Linked DNA regions of Rattus norvegicus: region 2 is linked to region 1. The links are chromatin contacts, called in public Hi-C maps. All regions are on one chromosome and are shown on one strand. The core of a region is the stretch at or near the end of the contact, and the rest is flanking DNA. Distances in the headings are between cores, read along the strand shown.

What was found. Hi-C and Micro-C count contacts between places; a contact is called where the count stands out from the background.
Region 2: a Hi-C map of liver shows a contact between it and region 1, with 9 times the contacts expected there. The contact joins the enhancer-like site here to the promoter of Tmsb4x in region 1. A contact is called at or near these places in 5 of 12 Hi-C or Micro-C datasets (the A7r5 cell line, the Rat2 cell line, frontal cortex and 2 more) and 1 of 1 datasets of contacts at active chromatin or transcription factors (oligodendrocytes).

What each region holds. Positions count from the first base shown.
Region 1 is chrX:30,759,635-30,763,148 of GRCr8, forward strand. Tmsb4x (thymosin beta 4, X-linked) reads left to right here and starts at 1,977. Exons shown (of 3, transcript NM_031136.2): 1 at 1,977-2,034; 2 at 3,036-3,150. The coding sequence starts at 3,051. LOC134484016 (a long non-coding RNA gene) reads left to right here. Exons shown (of 4, transcript XR_010061311.1): 4 at 1-779.
Region 2 is chrX:30,815,159-30,818,672 of GRCr8, forward strand. No RefSeq gene overlaps it. Among named protein-coding and RNA genes, the nearest start is that of Tmsb4x, 55 kb to the left of the region's middle. Within about 2 kb of position 1,968, at least 52 of the 93 cell types and tissues checked have an H3K27ac peak or open chromatin away from gene starts, as enhancers often do. A contact at or near this core is called in the A7r5 cell line and liver, where this site is marked.

The sequences.
Region 1 (3,514 bases), core at 727-3,226:
AATAAGAACAGGGCAAAATGCTCGCTTTTGGAAGTTTGGTCCCAAGAACTTGATCTTTCCACAATTCCTACCACTACTTAACACCAATTGTCCACTTTCCAGAGAGGAGTTAAACGAATAATGGACAAGAGAAGCCCAACACTTTGACAGTCCCTTTTATTTGCATTTCATTCTATCTCTATCACCCTCAGTTCCCCGGGCAAGTTGCTTCCTCTCTTACAGCCTGCCTGTTCTTTTTCAGTCAGCAGCTAAAATAATCTGCCTGCTACATTGTTATGAAAGTAGAAAACTCTAGATGTTTACAGAGTCCACTCTTCAATCTCCTCTGGCCGCATAACTTCTGTAAAGGCTCATCTTTCCTAAGGCAAACAGGCAACCAGGGTCAAGGCTATGGCATTCCTTTGACGTAGGAAGACACAGAGGCAGGGACAGCTGAGTGAAGGGACATGGAATCCAATGACCCACCAAAATGGTGTCAGTGTAACTGCAGAGGCCAAGCAGAAGAGGTCAGGAATGCATCCCGCAAGATCCGTTCTGTGTTTCAACAATGCAGTAAACTCCCTTCTAGTGAACACGGGGAGAGAGGGGATGTGTTACCCGAGAGGTGACATCTAATGCACGCTCAAACAGGTCCAGGGCCCATGCAAAGGGCAGAAAGGCGGTCTCCCAAGTAGAGCATTAACTGGGAAACCACATGGGTCACCTGCTCCTGCCTACCCCCATCTCCTTCCTCCTAAGTAAAAAGAGAAGTAGATGAAGAAATGGGGAAGTCCAAGCTGCCCCAGCAGTACCAGTTTAGGGTCCTTATAACACTTGACTCACTGCCAGAGAGGCAAAGCCTCTGTCATAAAAAATGCTTAGCAAAGGCTTTCTGGAAACATCCCTCCAGAGCACAGAAAAGGAGAAGAAATGTTTTATAGTTCTCGATGTCTCCGAAATAATCCCAAGGATGCTTTTTAATATCCTACGTAGCTTCTTCCTATCACCTACCACTTGCAGGCACAAGCTTGGTACCTGCAATTACTTTTTAGTAGCAAGTAGGTCCCTGGTACTCGCCGACTCAGGTGCCATTTTGAAACCAGCACCTCTCTACCTGAATCGTCCACATGTGTTGCTGAAAACCTTTCCCTCAAAACCTAGCTCGCACTTCTGTTTCAATCCTGATAGTAAAGCTAAAGGATCTTGTGATCTTCGGGAATCCGTGGCTTTCATTAGAAATCACTTTTAATTGATGAAAATAAAACAGAAATGAACTTCCTTATTGTCAGTCAACAGCAAAAGTTGAATTTGATTTAATTTTTAAGGGGCAGGCTGTGCTCTCCATAAAGCTCCCAATTAGCTTACACCTAGCAAATGTTAGTTAACTCGATTGCTCACAGAAATTACAGCAAACAATATAGATGCTGCAATGCTAAAACTTTTCTTTTAAAAATCCACCCAGGGTTCCTTTATCACCCTCTCATATTAAGGGGGAAGACAAGCGAGGGAGACAAAGAGGGCCGGGTGGGGCGGGCGAATGCGGTCCACTGGTCTGAAAGCTGAGTCATAGGAATCAGACCCCACCAGCCCTTGTACGCGGGACACCGCACCCTATGATGCGGGCGTTGGCTGCAGACAAAGCCGGTTTCTAAGTAAAAAAATGTCTGTCCCCTTAGGTGCCACTCGGGACCTTAGTTATCACGCATTAATCCTTAAGAACAGGTTTGGGCGGCTATTGCAAAAGTTCAGGATAATAAAATAGACGTCAAATGGGGGAAGGGGCATTTTGAAGGCGTTTGTTCCGTTTCTAGTTCCGCCATCGATGTGGTTCAAGGGCCCTGGTGGATGGGGATGTGGGGGTTGGGGAGGGGGGGGGTCCGACAGGCCTCTGAACGCCCTTCCGGAGACGCGGCGTGAAGGAGTTAAGCGGGACAGCGGGTGACATCACCTCATTTGCATATGAGCGCGCATAAAACGGCGCTCGCCGCGCCCCTCCCGACAGTCGGCAGCGGCCTCTGAGCAGATCGTCTCTCCTTGTTCGCCCAGCTCGCTCAGGTGAGCCCCAGGGCCCCTTCCTTCTATCCTTCCCTGCCTCTCCGGCGGAGGCGCTTGCCTCATCCTTAAAGCGAAGTCCAAGGGGTACTTCCAGGCAAGGTTGTTTCGGGGGACCGGGGCAGGGGGTATCTGAGTAACGGGAAGGGAAATCGATGATAAGAAAAAGCCCCCCCCCAAAAAAAATCGGGCATTCTGCTGCGCAGCTTAGAGGGGAATTGGTTTTTTCTCCTCGACCCTCTCTCCGAAGTGTTTTCCTTTACTTAACTGGCTGTAATTAATCAGAAATAGAAAGATCCTTTGTTCAAACGCTCTGCATTCCCCTTAAACGCCTGATGGCTTCGAGGGCTGTTATCTGTGGCAGGTTTAACCTACCCGGCCGGCCTTTAGCGTGAAAATTGGGAAGCCCTTGCAGAGGAATGTATGCAAAGGCGGTCAAATGGCCCCTGCATGCAGATCAAGATGCGTTTGCGAGAAGTGGGGAGGCAGCTTTGTGTGCCGAGGCTGCATTGTTGGGCAGGAGGAGGAGAGGAAGCGAGTAGGGCGGTGGTCGGCAGCTGGCGGCGTCAGCTCCCTCGCCTTTGTGAGGAGGAGAAAGCTGGACCGCCTGGTATCTTTTGGGGAGCCAGCCCCGTTTTGCGACCTTGGCTCTATTTTAAGAGATTTTACTAGACTTTTTCCTCTTAAACTGGAAGTGGCTTCGTTCTATCCCAATTTTAATTTTTCAACACTACAATGTTAAGATTCCGCAATGATGAATTTTATTCTACGGAAATACCTTTGAGTATTTCCACCTTCACTCTTTGATTCTTCACTTTGAGAATATTAAGGGGGAAGATTTTTTTTTCCTATAGAAAGACTAAGGTCTTTAGCGAGGAGTCAACAAGGCAATAGGATTTTAGGCTTTGGGGTTTCGGGCGCGCGCGTTTGGGGTGCTTTCAGAACTGGGAGAGGCGAGGGTGGGTTCCTCTTTCTTAGCTTTGGTCTTCGTTTTGTACCTGCAGCTCCTTCCAGCAACCATGTCTGACAAACCCGATATGGCTGAGATCGAGAAATTCGATAAGTCGAAGTTGAAGAAGACAGAAACACAAGAGAAAAATCCTCTGCCTTCAAAAGAAAGTAAGCTGTTCGCCCTCGCCCATTTTCAGAGCCGGCTGGGCGGGAGCAGAGCGGGAGCTGCAGTCGGGAGGAGGAAGGGAGGGGCCGCGGGGAGGATGGGGGGTTCGGGGGAGGAGCCGACAGTTGATGATGATGAATATGGCCTGCAAAGGTTAATTAAAAACTGTTTTGCAGCCAACAAGCGCCGGGCTTCAGTGATTTAATAATGGAATATTTATTATTCTGTTATGCAAATACATTTATTGGGTAACTGCTTTGGTTGAGTATGTCTTGCTCAGCGTGGCTACTATGTATCCTTCTAGAAATTTTATAAGATGAAAAGAGATTTTTTTTAAATGAACATCGTGTCATTTTAGACGGTGCT
Region 2 (3,514 bases), core at 718-3,217, 56 kb after region 1:
ACATGACACCTGGTATCAAAAATCAAGTCAAGTGCTTGGTGTGTAGCTCAGATGGTGGTGTGCTTGTCTAGTATGCATAAAGCCCTGGCTTCCATGAATAGAACAGAATTAGAGTATGATGATCCATGCCTATGATCCCAGCACTAAGGAGACAGAGAAAGAAAGAGGGAAAGTTTACACTCACCCTCAGTTACAGGAGACTCTGACTCTAAGCTAGACAAAATGCAGCAAAAATGGAAAAGAGAAGCAAATTACAAACGTCTGCCAGACATGTTTATGGTCTTTTCCGGTTCTTGATGGCTAATTGTGATTAATAACTTCGTGGGAGTGATAGTTACTATGGAAATGAACCTTTGGAATGTTTGTGATGATTTTTCCAGATTAGGTTAGTTGAGGCATGTAGACCCACTCTAAATGTGGGCGGTGTCTCTCTGGACTGAGGACCTGAATTAAATAAGGGAAAAACAAGCTAAGCACCAACATTCATCTCGCTCCCCTTTTTGATTGTGGATACAGTATGCCTAGCTGCCTAACACTTCTGTTCCCAGGGTTTCTGGCTCTGATGGACTGTATTCTCAAGCTGTGAGCTAAACTAAAATCTCTCTTCCCTAAGTTGCTTTTGTTGGGTATTTTTGTCACAATAGGAGCACCAACCAACATAGTTCCTGAAATAAAATCTTAAAATGTGACCATGAGAAGCATAACAATACTTTGTTAGCACCAAGATAACATATGCAGTCTTGATGACTTGTGGTAAAATCCTGATGCTGTCATAGAAAAACGAAAAATGAGACCCAAAATAACCAGTTAAACTGACCATTAGGCTCTCATGATAGTTTTTGATGGAGGCATTAGAAGAGACTGTTTTAAATGTTTATTTTCAGCTCCATTGAGGTATTAATGACATACAACAAGTGGCCTTTTTTAACTATGTGCTTGGATGAGTTTTGATGTTCTATATGCACCCGTGGCACTGTCATAGGTGACATATATGATGTAGCAATAAACACAGAAGAGGCCACGGGAAGATTGGTGAACACACGGGTGATAATATTACAAATTCTTCATTGTTTTGTATGAGTCCTATCTCCCATGCTCTTGCATTTGAAGGAGAGAAAACAGACAGCAAGCACCATAAAAATAAAGGTGGCATGTTAGAATGTGCTATGTAAGATTCAGAAACAGAGAAATGTGTCAGTCACTACCTGATGTCATCTTAATGGGGGAGCTCTGAGTCTGACCGGCTCATACAAACTGGAGTGATCTAGACTTTGATGTGTTTTTCTCAAATTCCTAAGGGTCTCATGGAAATCCACTTTCAAAAAAATTAAAAGAAAACCAAAGCTGCCATGAATAGCCAGAACTTAAGGAATGAGGTCATCCTTTGCCTGGAAATCCCCTTCCTTTTCTCACGTCTATCAATTAGGCTTTGTGCCCACCTGGAGGAGAAGGGCCACAGGCTAAGTCTCCTCCCGCCACTGTGGCTATCAAGCCAGGAGTTTACACTGGGATAACAATTTCCAAATACTTAAAGATCAGTGCCTCATCCTGATGGCCTGTACCAGTTTCAGCCATAGACTAGCCAGGGAGGTGTATGCACTCCATTCCTTCCAAGCACTCATTGAGTCCTTTTAGGGAAGGAGAGACAACAAAAGCAGAATGAACTAGAAGTTCATTTCACTATGCTCAGACACTTCTTTCGATGCTGATGAAACAGAGCCCCCTTCCCCCAAATCTATAACTGAAGAATGGTGGACATTTTCTTCTTGGTGTCTTTCAGCTGACATCAGGTTGAAAGAAGAGCGGAAGGAGATTGTTTCTGTTAAGAACGGAAGCTTGTTTGCCTGCCCAGTCTTTACTCACAGTGATCTGGCCCCTATCCAAGAAGGCCTGGACTTGCTGAGAAGCCTGACTCCCTGTTCCCAGTGTTTGAGCCAAATCAAAGACAGGGCTGGCAAAAGCAGTGAGGCATGAGGCATAGTTTAGCTTAGGAACAGGGCTGCGAACCGCTCATTCCTATGCTTTGAGATTCTTCCAGCAGCAACTGTCAAAGAACTTTGAGCTGTAGAGTTTTCTCCTTTAGACAGGAAACTTCCACCACAAAGTTCTCAAGTGTCTTTCAAGAAGACATTTGCTTCAGATTAGTTTGTTTTATTTACTACCTATTCTTTTTTTCTGTCTGTCTCTGTCTCCCTGTCTCTGTCTGTTTCTGTCTGTGTGTGCCCCCCTCCTCTCTCTCCCTCTTTCCCTCTCCCTTCCTCTCCCTCTCCCTCCCCCTCCCTCCTTCCATCTTCCCCCCCACCGTGTGTGTGTGTGTGTGTGTGTGTGTGTGTGTGTGTGTGTGTGTGTGTTTATGCATCTCCTTCCACCAGGTAGGCCACTGGACTTGAATTCAGGTCATCTGGCATGGTAGCAGGCAATCGAATTTGCTGCTGACCCATTAAACTGTAGATGAGTATCACAGAAAGGATTTTTTTTAGGTTCTTCATTATTTTTTCCTAGTACTGGGAATTGAACCTAGGTCCCTGCGCATGCCTAGGAAATACTGAACCACAAAGCTATCTTCCAGTCTTGTTTTTTTTTTTTTAAACAGAGTCTCATTAGATTACCCAGGCAGGCCATGAAGTTGAAATTCTCCTACCTCAGCCTCCAGAGTAGCTGAGATTACAAGTTTACACCACCAGGCCAAACATGCTCTTACATGCTCGCATTCTACAGATCACACAACGTTCAGAGACACTGTGACAAGGGTGGGGGACTGAGGGGAGGCTTACAATCCCCACTTCCTGGCTTTAAATAGAATGTAATTTCCATTACAGATTATAGAAAATATAATTCCAAATACCAGGCTTGCAGGTGAAAGTTACTATATGCAAATTATACGTTACAACCTGATGAAGAAGGCAAGTATGTTAGCTGAGTTCCGTCTTGCTTTTGGGTCTGCCAGACTGTGAATCTGGGGACTTTTTGCATTCTGCCTTTCAGAAACATTATTGGTTCTCTCCTGTTGTGTCTTAGGAGGAAGCTGTGGAGGGAATAAGCTGTGCAGCACAAAAGCATTAACCACGTGACTGGAAAGAAAGGCTTGTTCAGTTCTGAGCCTGGCAGGGCGTGTCAGGAGCTTCTGTGGAATCAATCACTCTCTTCTGATGGAGGGCGTCATATCCCAACCAGTTCCTGCCTGGGCTGCAGAACACAAAACAAAACTGTTCGTCAGTGATGGGAAAAGGACATTTGGTGTTCTTGTTGACTTCCTGGCTAATTATAAAGTGTTAATGACATTCAAAGGAAACTAATCTCCCTCGGGAGACCAAAGGGAGGGCGACAGAAGGTGAGCCAAAGAAAAGATTAGGACCCTCAAGAGAAACATAGAGCTAAATGAATGAGCCCCAAGAACTCCTAGAAAAGGAGCCCATTTTTATTTATGAAAGAAAAAAAGACACCCACCCCAGTAACTTAAGAAAACTAGCACATACTGAATTGGGTGAAATCAAGAGCTCTTAAACTCATCATA